Linked DNA regions of Arachis hypogaea: region 1 is linked to region 2. A link is a contact called in public Hi-C data. All regions are on one chromosome and are shown on one strand. The core of a region is the stretch at or near the end of the contact, and the rest is flanking DNA. Distances in the headings are between cores, read along the strand shown. Region 1 has its middle 4.9 kb from the start of LOC112801434. Region 2 holds the start of LOC112801431 (protein SPA1-RELATED 2).

Region 1 (5,061 bases), core at 362-2,861, 89 kb after region 2:
TCATAAATGAAAAATAATAAAATCACATGAGGAGTCACGGCATTAAATACAGAAGTTTATATGAAGGTAATAACTGAAATATGAATAAATATATATTATATTATATTAAATAATTTAATTAAATATGTTAAATAATTTAATAATTTTTAATTATGTGCATAAAGATATTTTTAATGAGAAATGATCTAATATTATCTAGTAATTAATTCACAAAATATAAATAAAAGTGATAACGGCCGACGTAGGTAATTTAAAATTGCAATAAATAAATGAACGGATTTTTCATAGTGGCAGTCTGTGCTGCTCTGCCAAAATGAGCAGCGTTATGTAACTCTCTAGTCAGTAGGGGACTCCAACTTTTAATCGGGCTCCAGCTTCCAATGGATAAGCCCAACATTGCTCTGGCCCATAACATGATGCGGCTCATCAATAAAACAAAAAATCAGATAATTCATTTATGCGATATACAATAATATAATATACATACTAAATTTTTGTATCATATTTAATATAAAATAATAGATTAAGTTATATCTAAATATTATGTTTGGTTTAAAATAAATATAAAATTAAATAAAAATATTATTAAAATTTAAGTTCCCGAAATTTTAATCCCTACAACAATTCCAATCTCCAATCTCAGTTGGTAGAAACAAACACTACCGTATAGAACATTGAAATTAATAGGTGGGACCGCAGTCACAATCTTGTGGATGAAACAAAACAATATTGATTGGCTGGAGAAGACGTGTCGTTGGGGACCAAGCAAGCCACCATGTTACACATTTGCGCTAAACCAGAGAACAACCTCTTGTGTTGATGGTTACATGAACGGCTGGGATTCAATCTCCTGGGCCCGAAAGAACTATAGCAAAGATCCTCTCTGATTCTCAATCCATACGTGTAACCGTCTCTTGGCATTTTTCGGTTTTCTTCCCCTCTGTCTTCTTATGTTTATCTGCTTCAGCGACCGCAACCTTGTGTTTCTTGAAAGACCAAATTAACTCATCAAATTCAAAGCAATTAGTATTCTTCATGGGACATATACTCTTGTCTCAATTTTCTTCTAAAAAAATGAATTATTGGTATACCAAATTTATTATTTGGAATTCAGCCAATTCAACAGGATTATGAGTATGGATCTATTGGATTTTTCTCTAGATTTCTAATTTGATACTAATCTCACATTTTCTCTATACTATTTAATACATAAATAAACGATGATGGCTAATTATGTGAATTTTTCTTCATGTAAAAATAATATAAATAATTTAATATATTTGACCAAATTTTCATAATAGGCAGCATTAGTTCATGATATAACGATGGAAAGTGAATAGGCAGATGAGGGTAGGGGACCAGATAAGGTAGAAGCCCAAGAAGGGCCCAAGTGGGCTAGGTTAATTATGGTTATGAGTATGTGAAAAATCCCAGTTGTAGAAAATGCCAACATCATAAGCAGGCCAGGCCTTTTTCTCAAATATATAAAACATTGGATGCATGGTTAATCACTTAATCTAGCAGACAACGACACCTCTGTCTCTGTGGCCTAACGTCCCCATTGATCACACACACTCACACATATGCATGATTTGCCTTTCATTCATTCAAGTGGATCATTAATTATTCATTGCACATGACTCTCTCTGTGAAGTATAGTACTGAACTAGTGTCATGCTACACAAACATAGATGCGTCTTTTAAAACAAGGAAAGAGACGCATGCACGTCTATTAGTATCAATGAAGAGCATGTTTGTCGATCATTTTGATTATTTCTTAAGCGATAAGATATTATTATTATTTCAACTTTATTTGGTTACGTTTTTTTGCATGATATACATGGTCCATGGAGATCAACTACAATAAGCCTTTTCTGACTTGCTAGTATGGAGTATATGGAGAATACAACATATAAGACAAAGATATTTTTCGCTCTGCATCCTGCAATATTGTTTTTATTTGTATATAATATTGGCAGCACCACCTAGCGTACCATGATAGGCACAAGAGCTATATCTACCGTTACGAAACATAGGTTCTCTCCCCCTGGGTTAATTTTTCTTGGCAGATATATAATAGCTATTTTTTCAAAAAATGTATATATTATATTTTTACGTGCCGCATTGCATTCAACATCTAATCTAAGGCATCTGACAAATTTATACATCATAATTCTCAAACCGCTTAAATTGTATAACACTAGAAAATTAATTTACATTTTTTTTTGTATAGTTAATAAAAAGGGAGGCAATGTTTCTTAATCAAGATGATTTAGAAGATAAGTAGTACGCAGATGAGAAATGTTGGAGGAAAAACGGCTAATTGTGTTATTATTGAACTTTTTACTTTTTTGGAAGTGACAAATTGTAATCTTCATGGGTTTGATAAGCTTTTGAAGCTTACTATATATATATCATGATGATATCAAATATTCCCTGTCTGTACGTTGCTTTTTCATTGACCATAGACCTTCGTTCCGTTCATTTTCAAAATAAGATAAATAAACAAAAAGGGTACAAATTCAATATACAAGTCACAAATAGTTAGTGTCAGTAAGTAGTAATAAAAGCTTACAATAATATCAATTGTATCGTCACCGACTCACCGTCAGTGTGTTTTTAAAAAAAGAAAAACGGAGAAAGGTAACGGATATGACATGCGTAACGGCGGAATTGAAATGGGTACGAATTTGTGCTTTTATGATGTTGAGGAGGGTGAGTGGTGAGTGCTGAGTGGTGACAAGAAAAGTGTCCAAGTATGGTGGTGCCACTTGCACCCCATCTTCTGTTTGTGTCAGAAATTGGGTTCAAGCCAAAGGCCGAAACGCATTTTCATGTTGCCTTCTACCCTTCAACCTCAACCTCAATTCCAATTTTACCTGCCACTTGGCACCTCAAAGGTCCTCTCTTCTTTTTCTTTTGCTCTTATTTTGAGTAGTTGGGAAACAGGCCTCAATTTGGCCTAAACAGAAAATCTAAATTGGAAAGAAGTCTATTGGTAATCTATCTTTAGTTTTGGCTTTTGATGGGGGCCGAAAGCCTTGGCCTCTTCCTTTCCTCTATTTGCTTTGGACATTAGAAACAAACAATGCCACAAAACAACTTAAGGGTTGACTTTCTATCTTTGAATTCTAGACCAAATTGACTAATTTTGCATTATTTGTACCCATAATTTCCCCTCCTCCTTTTTAACAGTCAAATTAACTTCTTTATGGATAGTTCATAAAAGACAGGTTAGAAGGGGTTTTTTTTTTTTTACAAAGAAAATTATTATTTATTTATCAATAACTTGTGAAAATCAATCTCCCGAATAAATTCTGTAAATATAGTAATAAACACACAATAAATTGTATGTTTTCTTTTTGAAAAAAAAAAGCTGAATTTTTTAACACATTTATTGTATGTACACTAGACCAGACTTTTACCTGCATGCCAGCAAGATTTATCCAATCTAAATCCAACATGCAAACCCAAATTAGTAAGTTTGCATTAAATTGCTGCCACTTTTGCTGAATAAGGATTATATATATATATATATTTTTCAATGTTATTTGAGTTAAGGTAGAAACTTCAGTCGACTTTACTTGAAATTGATATCGAAGAACCGTTAAATGATTTAATTGATTTGAGTAAATTTTTATCTAACAGTTTTCAGATATTAACTTCACGTAAAGTCGACTCCATCTAATTTTTACCTTGAGTTAAACCTCAAATTAATTTATGAGATTGGCGTTTGCATCGAAAAATTTTTAAAATTCTAGTTAGACGGTAAAAGTCTTTAAGATTGAAAACAGTGTATTACGTGTTTTCATTTCATTCTAATACGTAGTTTAAATGTTCATATAAAATATAAAATTATTTAACTTAATTTCATATATTTTAAATTTTTTATTTAAATATTAAATTAGACTTTATGTTAGTGAATTTAAAATTCATTTTAATCTAATAAAAAATTATAAATACTTCTTAAATTAATGTAATTGTCATAAAAAAATTAAAAAAAATACTAAAATATTTGTTGATTTCATGATAAAACTATAATATAAATAAGTGAAATTGAATGAATCTGAAGTCTCTTATTTTTTGTATCAAAAAATCTTGTAGAAGAGTAAGTGATTTCTTTTAATTCAATTTCTGAACTATAGTGTAGAGAAATTAGGTTGAGTAAGTCCTTATATCAAGAAATTGGATTAAAAGTAAAATATATTTTTTGTATTGAATTTTAATATACCATTTCAAAGATGTTTGATAATAAAATAATATTAACAAAAAATTGTCAAATTTTATTACTTTTATCTTTATTTAATGCATCATACCAAATAAAGTAAGTTTAGATTGTTTGGACGGATTATTTTTTATTTCTCTAACATTATTGATCAATTTCAATCATGTGTTCTTACATATCTTTTCACCTAAACTAAATAAAACAACATTATTTTAATTTTGACGCAAAATAATTAATAAAATTATGTTATTTAGAGTTAATAAATCACAAAATATGTTATGTACATAACATATGACCATTAAGGTTAAATTTTTATCAAGATTCAAAAACTAAGGTATTTAAATTCGATTGCCTTATAAATGACAAAAATATTCACACATATTTCAAAAGCTAATAGAATAGTATGCTCGTTGACATGTTTATGAGTTATGTGAAAAAGAAAAGAAAAGTTATCTATCTAAGAAATATTAAGGGTAATTGTTTATTAGTTATCAGCGAAAGAAAATAAAATAAAGTTGATTAGTGCGATCTAGAAGTAAATAAACCGTGAAAGTTTAGAAAATTTTACCTTATTACCCTTGTTAAATTATATGTGAAAAAACAGAGAAAGCGATAGTGAAGATTTTAATTTAAATTAGAAAAAATATTATTAAAATATATTAAAAAATAACTTTAATTTTAATAATATTTATATAATGACGTAATCAAATGAAGCATTTTCTTATTAAAACCTACCTAATTAAAAATTAAATACAATGTAAGTTTAGAAAGTTCTACCTCATCATTACCCTTGTTAGTTGTTATAAAACGATGTATGTATGCATGTGTGTGATGAA
Region 2 (5,061 bases), core at 713-3,212:
GCCTCCCCCATACAGAAGGCCTAGTCACAGGCCAGTCAAAAAAAGGAAGCTAGCTGCTGGAGATGAAGAACAGAGCAGCCGCACTCACATGTCCAGGAAGGGGGAGAAACAGAGGCGCTCTATATGTGGTGTTGTTGGACATAATAAAAGCAGATGCCCTAAACCTATTGAGAATGAGGTATATTGATTAAATTTTTTTACATTGCATGTCTGAGAATTTTTAACTCAGCCTTATGTTCTTCTGCAAATGTTTCATAGGCCCAAAATTCCAAGAAACAAAGCAAGGGCAACCAATCCAGGGGAAGCAACAACTCTATCCCTCCAGCTGCTAAGGGAGAAAAGAAAAGTGCATCTACACAGCCCACTCCCAAGCTCACTGTCAAGAGAAAAGTTGCTTCAGCAACACAGCCAACAAGCTCAGCCCAGTCCAACACTATAGCACCACCAAAAAGGCCTAGAGGCAGGCCCAAGGGGACCTCGAAGCCCACACCTTCAGCCCAACCTGATCCACCAACTTCATCATCACAACCAACCTCCACTGTTCTTCCAGCATTTCAGCCATCCTTTGCCACATCTTCAAGCCAACCCACTAGGCACTACTCTGTTAGCTTTACTGGAGGACCTCATGTTTCTCCCAGGAAACTGAAGTTAATGGCAAAGTTGCTTCCAAGAAAATGGGGATTGCTTTAGGGAAATGACAACACTTAACATGTTGATTTATTTTGTTTTAAGTTTGTGTTAAGCTTCTGGTTAATCCAGTGTGGTTGTACTGAAATATTGGCTTATATTTTGTTGCTTTTTGTTGCTTATATTTTGTCTTTGTGCTACTGTTGGTTGTAGTGAAATATTGGCTTGTTGCTAGCCAATCCTTTTGATGGTTAGGTTGTTTTGAGTTAAGTTTCTATTAAGGTTCTGGTAATGTCAAACACTATGCTTATTATGTATTAGGTTGTTACCATTTTAATGTCAAACACTTTAGGTTGTTACCATTTTAATGACACTGTTATCTTATTGTTCAGTTATGGAAATCATGTTTTGCCAAGAAAAACTTTCACTCTCATTTCAATATCCAACCATGCTTACAAGACAGTCATATTACATCTTCAAATACATTCAACATACCACAATCAAGAACCCCCCTAATACATAAACCCCAGCCAGACCAATTCACCACCAAAAACAATAGCAGAATATACCTACACATGTTTCATACCAGGTTCAACGGAATGAGACATTGTTGCGTTGCTTTAGACCAACTCTGCAACAGCAAACATACAAACCCAACCCACCCAAAAACCCTAACACTGCAACGAACTTCAGCTTCCACTCCGCCAATTTAGTTCTTGATTTCATCATCGAAAGCTTCTTCCTTAACCTAGCAATTTCTGAATACTCCACCTCTGTATCTGGATTTGCCCAACGAAAAAAATTGCAGCCTTCTTGCACCTGCACATACCCACAGAGATCACCATCCCTTCCAATACCCAGAAGACCCAATTCAGCGAAAAAGTAAACAAACCTCAAAGTAGACACAACCCCAAAATCTGCGACCTGGATTCTCCTTAGTCCCCGAGATTCGCAACACCGGCTTCTCACTATGAGAACAAAGTAGCAGCTTACCTTGTGACAAAGATGGGATTCGAGACGAGGTTGAGCTTCGTGCAGCCATGGCTGTCTCTCTCCAGCAGGTCCTCACGGTGAGCTCTGCAACAATGGCTTCCACGCTACTTTATCCTTTCCTCCTTTCAATTCAATGTATCATTATTAAACTTTCCCTTTCATTTTAATTTCCTATATATACATATATACATTTATTATTATTTTCGATGATCATAATTGCCTCATAACGACACAAGAGTATTTACGTCCGAAAATATTATAAATGACAATTTTAAATTTAAATGCGATTTTAAGGACGATTTTAAATCAAAATATATATCGGGGACGGGTTCGATTCCGACCCTCAACGTGAGGACCAAAACAATACGTATCTCTTTTCTAAATGCATTTGATCTAGTATGATTGCGAATTTACGATTTAGGAACCCAATAATGAAGCCCATCCCTGATCCCTTTGCACCGTTATCATTCATCCTCCACATCATCATGATGCTGAGCTGAGACCACCCTGTTCCTCTTCCTATTGCTTCTGTACCTGACTAGACTTCCCTTCCTTTTCATCACACACCAAACGCAACCATTTCCCCCTTTTCGAAATTACAACCCCTCTCTTCTCTTCCTCAATTTCCCCTTCTTTTTATTCCATCACTTTACCGTCACCCCTCTCTCTCTCGATTCATCCTTTCATTTCGCCGGTCATTCAAATCTGCAAATAGCGTGTTCGTACTCTATCCGTCTTTTGTGATTTTTAATGCTGATTAGTTACTGTTATCTGCTTTATTAAATGCGTGGCGTTTGCAAAATTCATGTGACAGATTGAGGCGGCATACGGATAGGGTAAGTGTTAATTTCGAGGATTATGGAACGACGAGGCGTGATTGAATGAAGCTAAAGGCTTAGGTATGGATGAAGAATTGGTTGCTGGGCCCACAGAATTAGAGATTGACGAGGATTCAGAGCACCAGGGCAAAGAAGATAGGTATGCGTTAAACACAAAAATCTTAAAATCTCAAGAAATCCCTAGAGCTGTTAAGGGGGAATATGATGAACTCGTACAAGGTAAAAACGTTGCAGAAGCATCACAGCATCCGCATCAAAGCCTTTTTAGGGATGTTGAAGAATTAACTGTGAAAAGTTACAATAGTTCTACTTTGGATATTGGTACATCCAGCAACCGACAGCAGATTTATAATAATAAGCAGAATCGTTGGCTGAATCTTTCTCAGGTAGGGAGCCATTCAGGGCTTGGAAACGCTGTCCAGGAGGATGCTGATGCTGCTGGGTCCACATCTTTTGCACAGCTACTAGCTAGAAAATCACTCAGTGATGGTCACACCAATGTTATTGAACGCTTGGAAGATTATGAGAATAAAGAGATTGCAGCTGATGTTCATGGACAAATTCGGACGAAAATTATATCCAATTCTGGATTTGCTGAGTATTTCATTAAAAGTACCTTGAAGGGTAAGGGTATCATATGTAGAGGTCCATCTTCTGATGTGCTCGCCGTTCAGTCTAGAGATAAAAATCAGATGAAGACTGGCACTGATACTGATCAGAAACCAAGGAAGACCGCCATTGATATCGGTGAGAATAAGATGAAAGCTGGCATTGGTACAGATCAGTATCAGAAGACTGGCAGCGATAGTCCGTGGAAGTCTACCATATCGGCAAGCTGTGATTCCATAACTGCAAAGTGTCCTTCTTATAGTAGTTCTGTGCATAGACCAGGAGGATTTGGCTATGGTGGTGTAACTTTGAGAGAATGGTTGAAATGTGAACAACACAAAGCAAGCAAAGTGGAGTGTTTGAATTTATTTAGAAAGATTGTGGATTTAGTGGATGATTCTCACTCTCAGGGAACTGCATTGAACAACCTATATCCATCTTACATAAAATTATTACCATCAAACCAAGTCTTGCACATCGGGTTACCTATACAAGAGCAGATGTCAGATAGTGTTGTGAATTCTGAAGTTCTTCACTTAAATGAATCTTTAAGTAGTAAAAGGCTGTCAGAGCAAGTAACATTTCCTTCTCATGACATGGTGTCAAAGAAACAAAAATTTAATGAAGGTGTGAGAATATCTGGGAGTGATTCATGTCTTGAAAATGCCAGTGATAGAAAAGCCCGTACAGTTGGATCACAGGATTATTGCAATGAATATGAAGAGGATATCCAATATTCCAAATATAATATTAGGAGGATGTCTAGCGTCCCTCGCGTATCCAGTGCAGGTCGGTCACTGTTATCTTTAGGTGAAAAATTGGAAGAAAAATGGTATGCAAGTCCTGAGGGGGGATGCACAACATCATCAAATATCTACTGCTTAGGTGTCCTCCTTTTTGAGGTGGGTAGACTAGCCAGTGATTCTCATTCATTTATTTAGATGCAATTTTCATATGTTCATTTTGATTTTTATTCCTTATATGTAGACGAGTTCCTAAATATCAAAGGCATTATAAAACCTGCTTCCATGTAAAAATGTTGGGACTGAATTTTGCCTTCCTTTTTTCTTCTTTTTTAATCTTATTAAAAAAAAATGAAATGGCCTTATATGGTTTTCAATCAACTCTTTATAGCCTAATTAAACATCAAATTGGAGCTGATTATATTTAGGTCTATTCTTTCAGTTACTCGGCCATTTTGACTCTGAAAGAGCTCGAATTGCAGCAATGTCTGATCTTCAACATAGGATTCTTCCTCCGGTTTTCCTTTCAGAAAATCCTAAGGAAGCTGGCTTTTGTCTCTGGTTGCTGCATCCGGAACCGTCATCACGTCCAACAACTAGGTAATACTGAAATCTTTTCCATCATAATTAAGGCCAGATTTGATTTGAACACATCATATGTATAATATCTTTTGATAAAGATTTGGAAAATATTTGTCATCATAAGTCTCATCAATTATTTTTCATGTATCATCATTACATTAGTTGCTTGTTTCAGTTAAATATGCTGCTATTCCTTGAAATATGGAACTCAAACCCGAGTGATGTACTATTATATGATTCCCTAAGGTTTTTTTTATGTTGCATAACAGGGAAATCCTACAATCTGAAGTGATCAATGGATTGCACGAGTTGTATAATGAGGAGTTGTCATCAAATATTGAACAAGATGATGTAGAATCAGAACTGTTACTGCATTTCCTTGCCTCGTTGAAAGAGAAGAGGCAGAAGGATGCCTCCAAATTAGTAGAAGAAATTAAGTGTTTGGAATCAGATATTGAGGAGGTGGAGAGGAGGCATGACTCTTCGGATCCATCTGACTCACTGAATAATTACTCTTGTCAGAGAAAGATTGGAGAGGAACCTCTTAGTTTAGAAATGCTAAACTCAGTATCCATAATGTCCAATTCAAATGATTTAAGATTGTTGAGAAATATGTGTCATCTTGAAAGTGCTTACTTCTCCTTGAGATCCAAAGTTAGGCCCTATGA

Evidence for each region. Hi-C and Micro-C count contacts between places; a contact is called where the count stands out from the background.
Region 1: a contact with region 2 is called in a Hi-C map of leaf, with 3 times the contacts expected there. The contact joins the enhancer-like site here to the promoter of LOC112801431 in region 2. A contact is called at or near these places in 2 of 8 Hi-C or Micro-C datasets (both in leaf).

What each region holds. Positions count from the first base shown.
Region 1 is chr5:41,175,935-41,180,995 of arahy.Tifrunner.gnm2.J5K5, forward strand. No RefSeq gene overlaps it. Among protein-coding and RNA genes, the nearest start is that of LOC112801434, 4.9 kb to the right of the region's middle. Within about 2 kb of position 1,612, at least 3 of the 3 cell types and tissues checked have open chromatin away from gene starts, as enhancers often do.
Region 2 is chr5:41,086,597-41,091,657 of arahy.Tifrunner.gnm2.J5K5, forward strand. It overlaps LOC112801431 (protein SPA1-RELATED 2), which reads left to right and starts at 1,963. Exons shown (of 8, transcript XM_025844148.3): 1 at 1,963-2,338; 2 at 2,435-3,970; 3 at 4,254-4,411; 4 at 4,663-5,061. The coding sequence starts at 2,522.